Regions from separate parts of the Mus musculus genome. Here region 1 is linked to region 2. Evidence: chromatin contacts called from public HiChIP or PLAC-seq data. All regions are on one chromosome and are shown on one strand. The core of a region is the stretch at or near the end of the contact, and the rest is flanking DNA. Distances in the headings are between cores, read along the strand shown.

What was found. HiChIP or PLAC-seq counts read pairs in DNA pulled down with a chosen protein or histone mark.
Region 1: a FOXA1 HiChIP or PLAC-seq map of pancreatic cancer cells shows a contact between it and region 2. The contact joins the promoter of Zbtb1 here to the enhancer-like site in region 2. A contact is called at or near these places in 2 of 39 promoter capture datasets (liver and stem cell-derived epiblast-like cells), 3 of 115 datasets of contacts at active chromatin or transcription factors (bone marrow-derived macrophages, embryonic stem cells and pancreatic cancer cells) and 2 of 9 other capture datasets (embryonic stem cells and pancreatic islet).

Annotation. Positions count from the first base shown.
Region 1 is chr12:76,368,442-76,375,263 of GRCm38.p6, reverse strand. It overlaps Zbtb1 (zinc finger and BTB domain containing 1), which reads right to left and starts at 4,744. Exons shown (of 2, transcript NM_178744.3): 1 at 4,534-4,744. It overlaps Zbtb25 (zinc finger and BTB domain containing 25), which reads left to right and starts at 5,704. Exons shown (of 3, transcript NM_028356.2): 1 at 5,704-5,824.
Region 2 is chr12:75,829,920-75,835,928 of GRCm38.p6, reverse strand. All of the region lies in intron 1 of Syne2 (spectrin repeat containing, nuclear envelope 2), which reads right to left. Among named protein-coding and RNA genes, the nearest start is that of Gm40447, 13 kb to the right of the region's middle. Within about 2 kb of position 2,303, at least 51 of the 459 cell types and tissues checked have an H3K27ac peak or open chromatin away from gene starts, as enhancers often do. A contact at or near this core is called in pancreatic cancer cells, where this site is marked.

The DNA.
Region 1 (6,822 bases), core at 3,495-5,994, 540 kb before region 2:
AGAAAAGGGCACCAGACCCCACAACAGATGGTTGTGAGCCACCATGTCGTTGCTGGGAATTGAACTCAGGACCTCTGGAAGAGCAAGCAGCCAGTGCTCTTAACCACTGAGCCATCTCTCCAGCCCTATTCTTTAATACCCATCATTATAGTTTACCGTGCCAGAGGCTGAGCATAGGGCCTCAGGCATGACAGGCAAGCACTCTCCTACTAAGTCATATACCTCCAAGCCTTCAAATATGATTGAGAACAAGTTATATTCACATAGTAGTGTTCTCAAAGAGCACATCACCCCCGCCCAAAAAAAACCCCCAGCAGTTGGTGATACATGCCTTTGATCCCAGCACTTGGGAGACAGAGACAGATGGATCTCTGTGAGTTCCAGGACAGGCAATGCTATACAAAGAGACCCCCATCTCAACATAGCAGCATGTCCTCAACACCTTCAAGTAACTACTGTGATTAAATCTGTTCCTGCTAGCTGGCAGCTTTATCAGGGAATCGACTTCACAGCTCATCCACCTTGACTACACCAGGCTAAGTAGCTTTGTGATGACTATACAGGACAAAACATCAGTATACTTAGAAATCTACCTTAAATATGTAAGCTGCCAAATGTGGGTGGAATTCAGACACCCCACCCCCACCCCCCCCACCAGGCCTTCCCATACCATAACTTAAAACAACTCTCCTTAATGCCCACCGCTCCTGGAATTTCCTTCCCATCAAGTCTCTCTCTCTCTCTCTCTCTCTCTCTCTCTCTCTCTCTCTCTCTCTCTCTCAGCTTTGGGTGCTGATCGATCATGAGGAACCCACACCATCACAAGAAGGCACAGGGATGTCTTGGCAGTGGTCTCTGTGGCAAGTGTACCTACTCATTCCCAATGATGAGTGAGCTAAGCTCTCTCCACTGGAAGGGTTTGTTTTAATGAGTGTAGTCTGCATAAAGCAATCGGATAAGAGATTGCAAATCTGCTAAGGGCGAGAAGTCCTCCAAGGTGAACCGCATGAGGTCTAACCTAAGCATACAAACTTTCCCATGTTACTAAGTTATAGAGTATGACGTCAGCTTGATGCAAGCCCCCCCCCCCCAATCTGGAAATTCTCATCAATCTGAGTTATGAGAAGAAAGCATGAGCCTGTGAAGGGGCACAGGCCAGGGTGAGGCACACAGAGCAAGATGCTCCAATGCTGCCTTCACGGTTTTAAACAAGGAATTGATTGTTCGCCCTGATTACCTCTGGGGAGTGGGAGTCAGAGTGACTTTCAGTTTTGTATTTTATGTACTTTAGTATAGTCTGAACTTTTATAAAGAGCATCCGCTTTTATCATTGAAAAGGTATTTCCACTTTGAGAAAAACAGGCATAAATAACTTAACAGACTCACATAAAAAGATGAATGAACAGCAAAGCATTTTCATTATTTTATCACCAGAGGCACTACCACAAGAAACTATCAAAAAATACTTCAGAGACCTAAGTGAACTTCAAGCACATGTTTTACATATTTAACCCTCCCAAGACAAGAGACTGCAGCCTAAAAACATTTATTTTTCTGCATTCTAACACAACTCCCCTCCCCTTTTAGGCAAAGTCTGTGACCTGTCTAGAGAAGAACAGGCCTTTAAAAAAATAAAATAAAAAAGAAGGCAGTGGGCTGGTGAGATGGCTCAGTGGGTAAGAGCACCCGACTGCTCTTCCGAAGGTCCGAAGTTCAAATCCCAGCAACCACATGGTGGCTCACAACCATCCATAACGAGATCTGACGCCCTCTTCTGGAGTGTCTGAAGACAGCTACAGTGTACTTACATATAATAAATAAATAAATCTTTAAAAAAAAAAAAAAAAAAAAAAAAAAAAAAAAGGCAGTAACATTTTTTTCCTGAATGGTGTTACAAGGAACACTGGGCACTTTGAAAAGGCCCCCAATTGTACTGACAAAAGTGGAGGGAGGAGTGTGGAGGAATGAGGAAGCAGAAGGTACAAACATTTGGCAGCTACTATGACATAGAAACACACAGTCCTGAGCAGGACTGGCAGCACAAACCTGTAATCCTAGCACTGTGGCTGCAGAAGCAGGCACATCCCTCAAGAGGTTGAGGCCAGCTTGGTCTACAAGAGTGAGACCCTGCTTCACAAAAACAAAAACCCCACAAGGTCAGAAGGCTGGGGTGGAGGTGCAGGCCCGTTATCCCACCACTAGGTGAGAGGTTGAAGCAGGAGGACCAAAAGCTAAGGCTGGCCCCAGACCAAACAGTGAGACTCTAGCTTTAAAATACAAAACAAAACAAAACAAAAAAACCCCATAAAACAGCCGTCAAGGTGATCCATGCTTTTAATCCTGACATCCAGGAGGCAGAGACAGGTGTATTTCTGCCTTTGAGGCTAGCCTGGTCTACAGAGTGAGTTCCAGGATAGCCAGGGATACACTGAAAAACACTTGTCTGGAAACACCAAAAACCAAGTTACAAGATCAGGAAGCTGTGCTCGTGGCCTGGTTAAAATGGGTTCTTTCCTGACAACGACACAGCAGCAGTGGTGCAAACCAGCAGGCATAATGTTAGGAACTGGAAGAACACAGCCAGCTGGAAAGACTGCTCAACCAGGTCTACTCAACAGCATGAAAACTGAGGCTTTGGGTTTTTAAATTTTAATTTCTAATGATGTGTATGTATGTGGGGGGAGGGGTGTGCACATGAGTACAATTGTTCTAGAGTCCAGAGCTCCCTGGAAATGAAGTTACAGGTAGTTGTGAGCTGCTTGGGATGGGTGCTGGGAGTCAAACTTAGTTCTTCTTGAAGGAAAGGCAAGTGCCCTTCACCCCTGAACTATCTCTCCAGCCCTGAGTTTTGTTTTTTGAAAAAAAGGTCTCGCTATGTATGCCAGGTCCAGGTTAGCCTCAAACTCTTGATCCAACCTCTTGAAGTGCTGGGATTATAGACGTGCACAACCACACCCTATAAAACTTGCTGTCAACGGAGAAATTCTGGTGTTAAAATGAGTGCAAGTGGCTGGAACACAGCACTGTACCGCAGAACTTCTAAGCCTTAACCTTTGGAAAAGCACTGCACTGCACCTCGGCTGCGTTAGGTCCGTCTGTTTCTTTAAGAGGAAGAAACCCCATGCAGCTACCAATGCCACTCAGTATTACTGAGACTTTAGGGGATAGTGATTCAAAAGGGAAGTTTTACAGTTCTAGGCAACTGACCATCCATCCATCATTTGGGCTTCAGCCTCTTGTACCTTCATTCTTTCCATTTCTCCAGATCATATCCATTTGAGGTGACAAAATTCCAGAGAACCTATTTTATACCTTTTAAAAAACATGGTTGCTTTAAAACAGTCATAAGAACTACATCGATTTCCCCAGTCGACTTCAGGGTGCCTCAAACTTCGGCTCAAGAAATTCTAAGTGGTCTTGGAAAGCCTCAGAACAAGCCTATCACCCCAAAATTTAGGATTTCCTGAGGCAGGAGAATTATATCCAAGCGATCCTGGGCTACCTAGCCAGACCTTGTCTCAAAACGGGGTGGGGGTCGGGGGGAAATGCTTGGAACGCTTTGTGGATTCCAGTGTCAAAGGGGAAAATGTTGCCGCAGCGATTCATACTGTACGGAAATACAGTCTGACCAGTGGAGAATCTACATGTACCGTCACAGCGACATTCGATTTGGGAACATGATCACACACATACAAAACCCTATCCCCAGAAAACAAGGACTTTCATTAACCTGTTCTAGACCCGTCCGAGTTGGAAAATGTCTTGTCAAGCCCTCAGATCACGTGGACGAGTGGCTAAGGTGGAAAGGGAGCCTGGGAGCGGCGGCTGAGCCCAGATCCACGCCTGCACGCTTCAGCAGCAAGGACTCCAGATCGCCACCCAACTAGCTCACCGCCTCCACCAGAACTTCTACTTGTAAGCGCCCACCACTGGAGGCAAAAAGCACTTTCTTCTCGGGACTCGGGGGGCGGGGGGGAGGATCTCGTACACAGAAAACCCCCCAAACCCCCGAGACCTACCACTTTGGACCCGAACAAAAAGCGTGTGTGCTGAGGAGCGGGGGTGGGAAAGAGCGAAGCAGGAATCCGCGCGGCCCAGCCGCCTCCTCCCTCGGAGCGCGCCCAAGTCTGCGGCCTCCGGCTCCGGGACGCTCCCCTCCCACCGGCCGCCCAGCCGCAGCTGGAAGTTAGCGAAGCGCGCTCTGGGCCCGTCAATCAAGCGCGGCCTCCCGCCTCCACCTCCCCTCCCCCCACCCCCCCAGCACAAAATAAAATAAAGGGAAAAGAAGTAATTTGGGAAGTCGTCTGGAGAGGGGATTCGTCCGGAACCCGGAGAGGCCGCGCGCACCGGACTGACGGCCGGCCCCGAGCGAAGCCGCTCGGCAGACCCCCGCCACCGGCTCCTCGCCGCGCGCTTTCCACGCTCCGGCTCCCCGCACCGGTCGGCGCCGCCTCGGCCACGCACTCCGCCAGGCCCGTGGCCCAGCTTCGGCCAAAGTTGCGCAAATGGCCCCGACGACTGGCAGCTACTCACCGGGCGCGGTGGGACGCGCGGCTGCGGAGGTTTTATGGAGTTGAGGGCAGCGGAGCCGCTGGGAAGGCGGGCGGAGGCGAGGGGCTGCGGGCTGCAGTTGACGGCGCGCGGCGCTCGGCTGGGCTGCGCCGAGACACTCCGGGCTCTGCCAGGGACTGCGCTGCAACAAAGGACTTCCGCTGCCGCACAGCCGCGCCTGCCGCACCGCACTGAGCCGGCCCCGCTTACGCGGCGACTCCGGGTCTGCCCACCAGTTCGCGGCGGCGTCCGCCAGCCTTCCCCTCCCTCTCGCCCGCCCACCCACTCCGCCGCTGGCGGCTAGGGGCACCCGCGGTCGCCTGTTGGTTGCAACAAGTTTCTGCGTCGGGCCGGGGAGGCTGGCACTGCCCGCAGCGCGGGCGCCCGGGCGGCGGCGGCTGGAGCAGCACTGTCGCCCCTCTCCCCGGAGTCGGCTTGGCCCTCCTCCTGTTTGCACAGCTGGACGCCACTGGGATCCTCCCGACTCCCCCAGGGCTGGATGCCGATCGCCCTCTACCCAGATGTCAGACCCCTGTCCCGCAGGGCCCCGCAGTTGGACCCGCCCCCGCGCTCCACCCTGGACGCCTGGAGGGGGGGGTGACACTCTCGTCCCGTCCAGCCTAAAGCCTGTCCGCTCGGGGTCCTCCGTGCCCCCCGACTCCTCTTCGCGTGGGCCCGCCAGCCTCGGGCCTGAGTCACTTCCCCCGCCATGCCCCGCCCGGCCCGCCTCCCTCCCTGGCTCCCGCCGCATGTGGCTGCCTGCCCCGCGCCCTCGTCCCCCTCCCGCGCCAGACGCCGGTGCATCCTTGCCCGTCCCCACCCAGGGCCGAGGGGGCACCCGTGGTTTTTTTTTGTTTTTTGGGTTTTTTTTTTTTTTTTTTTTTTGCACACGCCGGGGAAAGTTCCCAGGTCACGCCAAGACGTGTGGGGAGCCAGTGACGCTCGAACTTGTCCCCACACTTCCGCCTCCAGTCACGACTGGGGACCGTGGCAGAGGCGCGCCCGGAGCGCGGGGCCGACCCCCGCCTTGGCCACTCGGGCGGGCAGGCAGGCGCGCGCGCACGCACGCACGCACGCAGGCAGGCACGCACACTAGCCGGGGTGCCGCTCGCTTCCCGGCAGTCCGGTCACGTGGGCCGGGCGCGGGAAGCCGCGCGAGAGCAGCCCGCCGGGTGCGTGAGCGGGCGCAGCCGCGTGGTGTGCGCCGCGCGGGAGCCCGCCCCTCCCGCACAGAGAAGCCCGCCCGCCAGTCCGCCGCCGCGGCGGAGTCTGGGTAAGCAACGCGGCCCTGCCCCTGTGGGCTGCTCCGGGCTCAGTCCCTCCCGCCGCGAGCCGCCCGGGCGGCGGCTGCAGCTGCACCCGTCGCGGGACAGATGCAAGTAGCCGGGGAGAGGGGTGCTGTTTTTGGTCCGTTGGAGATGTCAGTCAGGGCCCAAGGAGGACATTAGCAACGGCGAGCGAGTGCTGGGCGCGCGGAGCCGCCCCTGGCCGTGGGCCGCCGGGGCCTAACGCGGGCGGGATGGCGCGCGCGATTGCCGCACAGCCTTAGAGCCCATTCCCGCTGCGGGCCGGGCTCCGAGCGGGCGCAGAAGCCTCAATCCGTCTGTGTCAGCCGGGTCCTGGGCGGCCGCGTCAGGCCTCCAGGCTCTAGCAAGTGGGCGGGTGTCCAGATCGGGCTGCGCAGCCCTCACTCTCCCCTCCCCCATCCAGTTTGTGAGTACCTAGCATCTAGGGCAAGTAGCCCCCTACCCTAATAATTAATTTTTCTCTTAGCCCAGTGGTTTTTCATTTTGAATTCTGGCCCCCATCTTATATCATCGTCTCCCTAGCACTCATTTGGAGGAATCAAGCCGTTATCAGTTGCTTAGGTAACGCACTGCGCTGTACCTGGAACCTGATAGCAGCTAGTGTTGTGTGTTTTATAAATTAACTCCCATCTCCCTCTAAGGGATTAAAGTTGGCCTTCTTCCTCGAGGGACTCCAGCAAGTCCTTCAAAAGCTGCAGAGCTGTCGATTGACAGAATTGAAGTACATCTTAGAATCAGAGTTTTTCAGCTGAAAAGGACCTTAAATATCGAGTCCATCCCTCATTTCACAGCTAACACCCGGCCTAAGAAGCAGAGTGTTGCCCGATCAAAGTTTCTGCACCTTTCATAATTAGCCTCAGGACTGCAGTGCCAGTTTATCCTGCTTTGGACAGTGTATACTCCAGAAGTGATTAAAATTACATCAGGTTTACAGGACTTCTCAAGTTGATAGCCCAGGCTAGTG
Region 2 (6,009 bases), core at 1,054-3,553:
CTTGCTGAAGGAAGACTGTGCCTTTGAGGCCAGCCTGGGGAGGCACAGCTCAGTGGTTAGAAATGTACAGTGCTCTTACAGAGGCCACAGTTCAAACCCAGCACCTAGTTCAGAAAGCTCACAACTGCCTGTTACTCCAGAAGATCTGAGGCTGTCTCCTGTCCCCTGGAGACACTGTACACACACAAACATATTCCATGCAGACACACACACACTCAGATCACTAAAAATAAAAGATTAAAAAGGCACATGCCTTTAACCCCAGCACTCTAGGAGGCAGAGGCAGGAGCTCCAGGAGTTGGAGGTCAGCCTGTGAGCTACAGAGTGAGTCCTGGGATAGCCAGAGCCATTTAGTGAGAGCCTTTGCTGCAGTGGAGAATTCTGCAGTCAGGGCCAGTCCCTGGTGGAATCCTGGGGTGACAGAACACTTGGAAATGAGTTTCCACTTTATTCTCCAACAAAGCTGACCTTTTTCACCTGAAGAGAAACAACCAGAGTTTTTTGGAGTTTCCCAGGAGGATACAAATTTGCCTGCTCTCAGTCCCATCTTCAGATCTGACCTACCCTCCCATCTCCCCAAAAGAACAGAAGGTGCTGTGCACACAGCTTCCTCTTTGTCTTTTTCTTATGGTGGGCACAGTGACTCCATCAGAAATTTATCTGGCCTGAATAAACAACAACAACAAACTTAATCTGTTTCTCTTTCTGAGATTACAATTCTTCATAGAGTTTTCTGATTTTTTAAAAAAGTGTTTAAAATCCATGCATTTTTCTGTGAAAGCAAAATTTCTCATAATGCATATATTTCTCTGACTCCTTCAGTTCAAGGACTAAGGGAACAGGGTCTTCCGTTTCCTTTATGGAATTTCAAAATGAGTTTTGAGTTTCTGGGGATTATTTTTCCCTTCTCAAAGCTCTCTTCATGGAATGAGCCTGGCCTCACCCCAGCCCACCCCCACACACTGCATACACAGCCTTCAACAAGAAACAAAGCCCCACGGGACGGGATGAGAGAGTTCAATGGTAAAGTACATGCCTAGGATGTGTGGGGCCCTGGATTCAATCTCCAGCTCAGAAAAAGAAGAGAGGGAGAGAAAGGAGGAGACAGAGAAAGAAGGCGATAAGGAAGCCAGTCTAGGTTGTTTTCTCTCTGTTGCTGAACAAGTCAATCAAACCTCAAAAGATCTCTTACATAGGCTACACTATGTTCCTCAGTAGACACAAAACTAAACACTTAAAGATGTGGAGAAACGGACAGACCCCCGAGATGCAAGGAAATCCTCATGCCACTTAGAACTGACCACCAAGAGAGATCCTGAGATCTGCACCAGCCTTCCAAAGTTGTCTGTAACTATACATCACTTCTGGTGACTGATTAACGGGGCAAATGAAAGTGAGCCCTACCCGCTGTGAAGAACTGGGGATTCCCCTCTTCAAGGTGATCAGACTGGAGGTTGTCTACTTGAAACCAACAAAGCAGTAAAGGAAAAGCTAATATTTGTTCAGTATTTAATTCGTGCCACACACTGTCCATGAACCATGACTTTGGCACGTCTATAAAATACATCCCATCTACCCGCTTTAGGGAAACTGGGAGAGTGCGTAACTTATCCAAAGCCACACATCAAGCGATTAGCAGGACTAACTTGAACCCAAATACTTTTAGCTTCAAAGGCCATGTCCTTAACCACTACAGCAAGAAACCTAATAGGAAACATACGTCCAATCCTCTCATTCACTGCACAGTTCTGTAGAGAAATTTAATACCACATGTCTACAGCCACGCCAGCCTGAACACTTGGTTATGCAGTATTGAGAATCAAACCCAGGGCACTGCGCACACATGACAAGCAAGCCGCTGAATGAGCTACATCTCCAGCTTCTCCGCTCTTTCTCAATGAGAGAGGCAGAGACAGAGAGAGACAGACAGAGAGAGGGAGAATAAGGAAAAGGAAACATGCTTTTGCCCACGACTGCATTTGGCTGTCAAACTGCTGTGATAAATTAACTAACAGAACTGGTTTCACAGCAAGTGAGAAGCTCAAGGTCTTGAAATTCTTACCCTGGTTACATCCAGGATCCACCAGCCAAGCCAAGAATATTTAAAGTGGGTTAGAGTTGATGTGTGCCGGGCTTTCAGAAGGGAGGACTAAAATAAGAGCCGGGTTTATGACACCTCAGGAACAAACCACGACACCAAGATTCTAGGTGAAAAGGAGGAAGTGCAAAGTCTAGGGAAAGCAGTGAGTTACAGCGAGGGTTTGGAAATATTCAAATGAATGAAGCATAACACGAATTCATAGCAGCGATGATAATCTCTAGGGAAGGGAGCTGTGAGTGCCGGGAGACTGGAAAGTGGAAACAGGGAAGAACCGTGTGTGTGTGTGTGTGTGTGTGTGTGTGTGTGTGTGTGTGTGCCTAGTATGTGTGTATGTGTGTATAGTGTGTGTGGGTAGTATGTGTGTGTAGTGTGTATGCATAGTATGTGTGTATAGCATGTGTGTGTAGTTTGTGTGTACAGTGTGTGTGTGTAGTGTGTGTATGTGTGAATGTGTATAGTGTATGTGTACATACAGTGTGTGTGTATAGTGTATGCGTGTAGTGTGCGTATGTATAGTGTGTGTACTATAGTGTGTGTATAGTGTGTGTGTATAGTGTATGTGTAGAGTGTGGTGTGTGTGTGTGCATGTGTGTGAATGCATATAGTGTGTGTATACATATAGTGTGTGTGTGCATATAGTGTGCGTGTGTGTGTGTGTGTGTGTGTGTGTGTGTGTATGAAAATGAAAACTTAAAAGACACTTAAGTTCCAGATTTAAACTTTCAAAGATACAACAGGTATTTAAATTTTAATAGTTATTTTTATTACTTTTTATGTATTGTGTTTAGGGGTCATCTGGAGGTCAGAGGAAAACTTTGGGGGTCAGTTCTCTTCTATCATGTGGGTCCCTGAGGTCTTACTCAGAGTGTCTGGCTTGGCAGCAAATGCCTCTACCTGTTGAGCCATCTCCCTGGCTCCACAGATGTAATTTTATCTGCAACCACAACGTGACCCCAGGATCATATGTTTCTCCTCTAGTAAGGGAGACCCCAAGATGTGGGTAGTGGCAAATGCCTGTAATCCAGCTACTCAGGAGGCTGAAGCAATAAGATTCAAGTCCAAAGCCAGCTGTACAACTTAACACTGCCTTGTTATCACCATCATCACCATCCCACACTGCCACCATCATCATCATCACCATCATCACCACCACTACCACCACCACCATCATCATCATCATCTGTTTATTTGTTTAGGGTATGTTCTTGTTTTTTGAGACAAGGCTTCTCTGTAACAACAAGTGGCCCTGACCTATAGACCAGACTGGCCTTGAAACTCAGAGATCCTCCTGCCTCTGTGCCCTGAGTGCTGAGATTAAAGGTATCACCATTGCCTGACCAACAATGCCCTATGTTAAAATAAAGATAATAAAAAGAGCCTACACTGTTGCTGCAGGCAGAGCACATGCCTAGCATGCTTAGGGCCCTGGGCTCAGGCTCCAGAGCTGCCAAAAATAACAAGTCAGATAAATAAATAAATAAATAAGAAACTACTGAAGGCAAAAAAAAAAAAAAAACCACATTCAGGTTAAAGACGCTTAACTGGAGGAGTGCCAGCCTAGCAGGCAGGAAGCCCCAGGTCCCATCCCAAGCACTATCTGAACTCAGAGCTCGACTGGGTGGGGGTGGGCAGATCAGAAGTTCAAGGGCACTGCAGGGAGTTTGAGGTTAGCGCTGGGATACTTGAGACTCTGGCTCCCCCAAAAAATAAAATAAAATAATCAACAATAATAATTCTCTTATTCTATCCCCAATTTCCTCTCCAATTTAAGTAAAATGGGGTTCATCAGATTAAGTTTTTACACAAATGGCTTCATTTGATCAAAATTAAGAGAAAGGAAGCCTTAAGCACTGGAAACCGCAGACAGATTAAAAGGGAAGAAATATTAGAACATGAGACATAAAATGGAGAAGGAGGCTCCCTTTCAGCCATGTCTCCATCCAGCTGACAATGGAGTCACCCAGTAATGAGATGGTTTCTGTCTCAAAACAGAGACTCCACAGTGGGGGGCTGAACACTGAGTCTGTGAAGAGGCCCAGGAGCCATCGCCCACCACCTAGATGTGCGCTCCCTCTTCCAGCTGGAAGACAGAGCCAACATTGAGAAAGGTTGGAAATACCAAGGTTGGGTCTTATTCCTTAATGTCTACTTTATTTTACCGGTATGAATGTTTTGTCTGCATATATGTCTGTGTACCATGTGTGTGAGGTGCCTGAAGCAGCCATAAGCAAGCCAGGGCCCCCTGGCACTTGTGCTATAGAGGGCTGTGAGTCACTCCATGGTGCTGGGAATTGAGTTCAGGTTTTCTGGAAGAGCAACCAATGCTCGTAACCACTGAGCCATGTCTCGGTCCCCAAGGTCAATGTTTTACCAAGTTATGATGATATGCATTTGAGTCCAAGTTACTAGGGAAGCTGAGGCAGGATTGCTTAGAGGTAGGCACCATAGTGAGATTTTTGTCTCATGAGTGACGACCCAGGCTAGAGAGATGACCCAGCAGTTAAGAGCACCAACTGCTTCTTGCAGAGGAAGAGTTTGGTTCCAGGCACTTACATCAGTCAGTGGACCAGCACCTGTAACTCCATCCCCAGGGAATCTTGTGGTCACTACAAACACTGCACTTATGGGAACAAACCCTCACATAGACGCATCATTAAAAAAGTTAATTAATTAATTAATTTAACGTATTAAGAAGCAAAAAGGGTGGTGAGAAGAAGGGGAAAAGATGGAAGAAAGGAGGAAATTTTGCTTTCAATTAGTAATTTGTGAACAGTCAGGAGGGGTGGCACATGTGTTTAATTCCAGCACTCAGGAGGCAGAGGCAGGCGGATTTCTTGAGTTTGAGGCCAGCCTGGTCTGCAGAGTGAGTTCCAGGATAGCTAGGGGTACATACAGTCTTGAACTCTGTCTTTACAAACTGGGAGAAGTAGTCGTTGGAGATTGGGGCTAATGCCAAGAATCTGTGTGTCCCGACGCTGAAGGTCCTTGTCCCCAGTTGGTTTGTGATCTATCAATAAGGATGCCAATGGCCAATAGCTGGGCACAGGGCTGGACACTGAGAGTTGTGAGGGAGGATGCAGGGAGGAACAGGAGAATCGCCTGGACTGGGGGAAGAGTGGGACACAGTAGCAGCAGGAGATAAAGCCACCCAACCGTGGCCACTTCCCTGATTGGGCCTGGGGGAGCAGAGGAAGGTTTAGGAGTGGGTGCCCAGTCTTTGAGGTAGCCAAGGCATTTTAAAATTAGCTGGTAGGTGTGTGTGTGTGTGTTTTCCATTCTCGGACCCGAGATAGCTCCTGGGCTGGTGTGCTGGTTCAACCCGCCCGGAGCACAAAGCAGAGTAGTGAAAGCCCACTGCTAAAATTATTATATAAATTTTATCAAAGTGCTTAGCTTAAAACTGAAAGAGTTTGTGCTCACTAAATACCAGCTTCTTCCTTTCAAAACTGAATTTGCAACTGCTAGCTAGATGCCAGGTTAACAACAAGCAACTGACCCCCACGTCACCTCCTTTCCTCCCCTGAACTTGGAGTTCTGCTCTTCTTCCCTCTGCTTCCTGAGTGTTTGGATAACAGGCGTGCACCACCATGCACTTAATGTGGTGCTGGGGACTGACCTAGAACTTTGAGTGTCCTGGGCAAACATTCTAGCAATTGAGCGATAATCCCAGCTTTCTCTGATACATCTTTTTAGAACATTTTTTTCATGAAACATAAAGCACCCGTTTTGGTTCCTCTCTGGCTATCAGGATAGAATCCAAACACTCCTGCAAACCAAACCCAACCAAATTAACCAAAATAACCACTACCTCTACCTCCTGTGTTTTCCCTCACCAAGTTCTGCCCCAAACCTGTACTTTTCCTTCAGCGTGAAATTTACCCTCTTCCATTCCCCATGCTTAAACCATC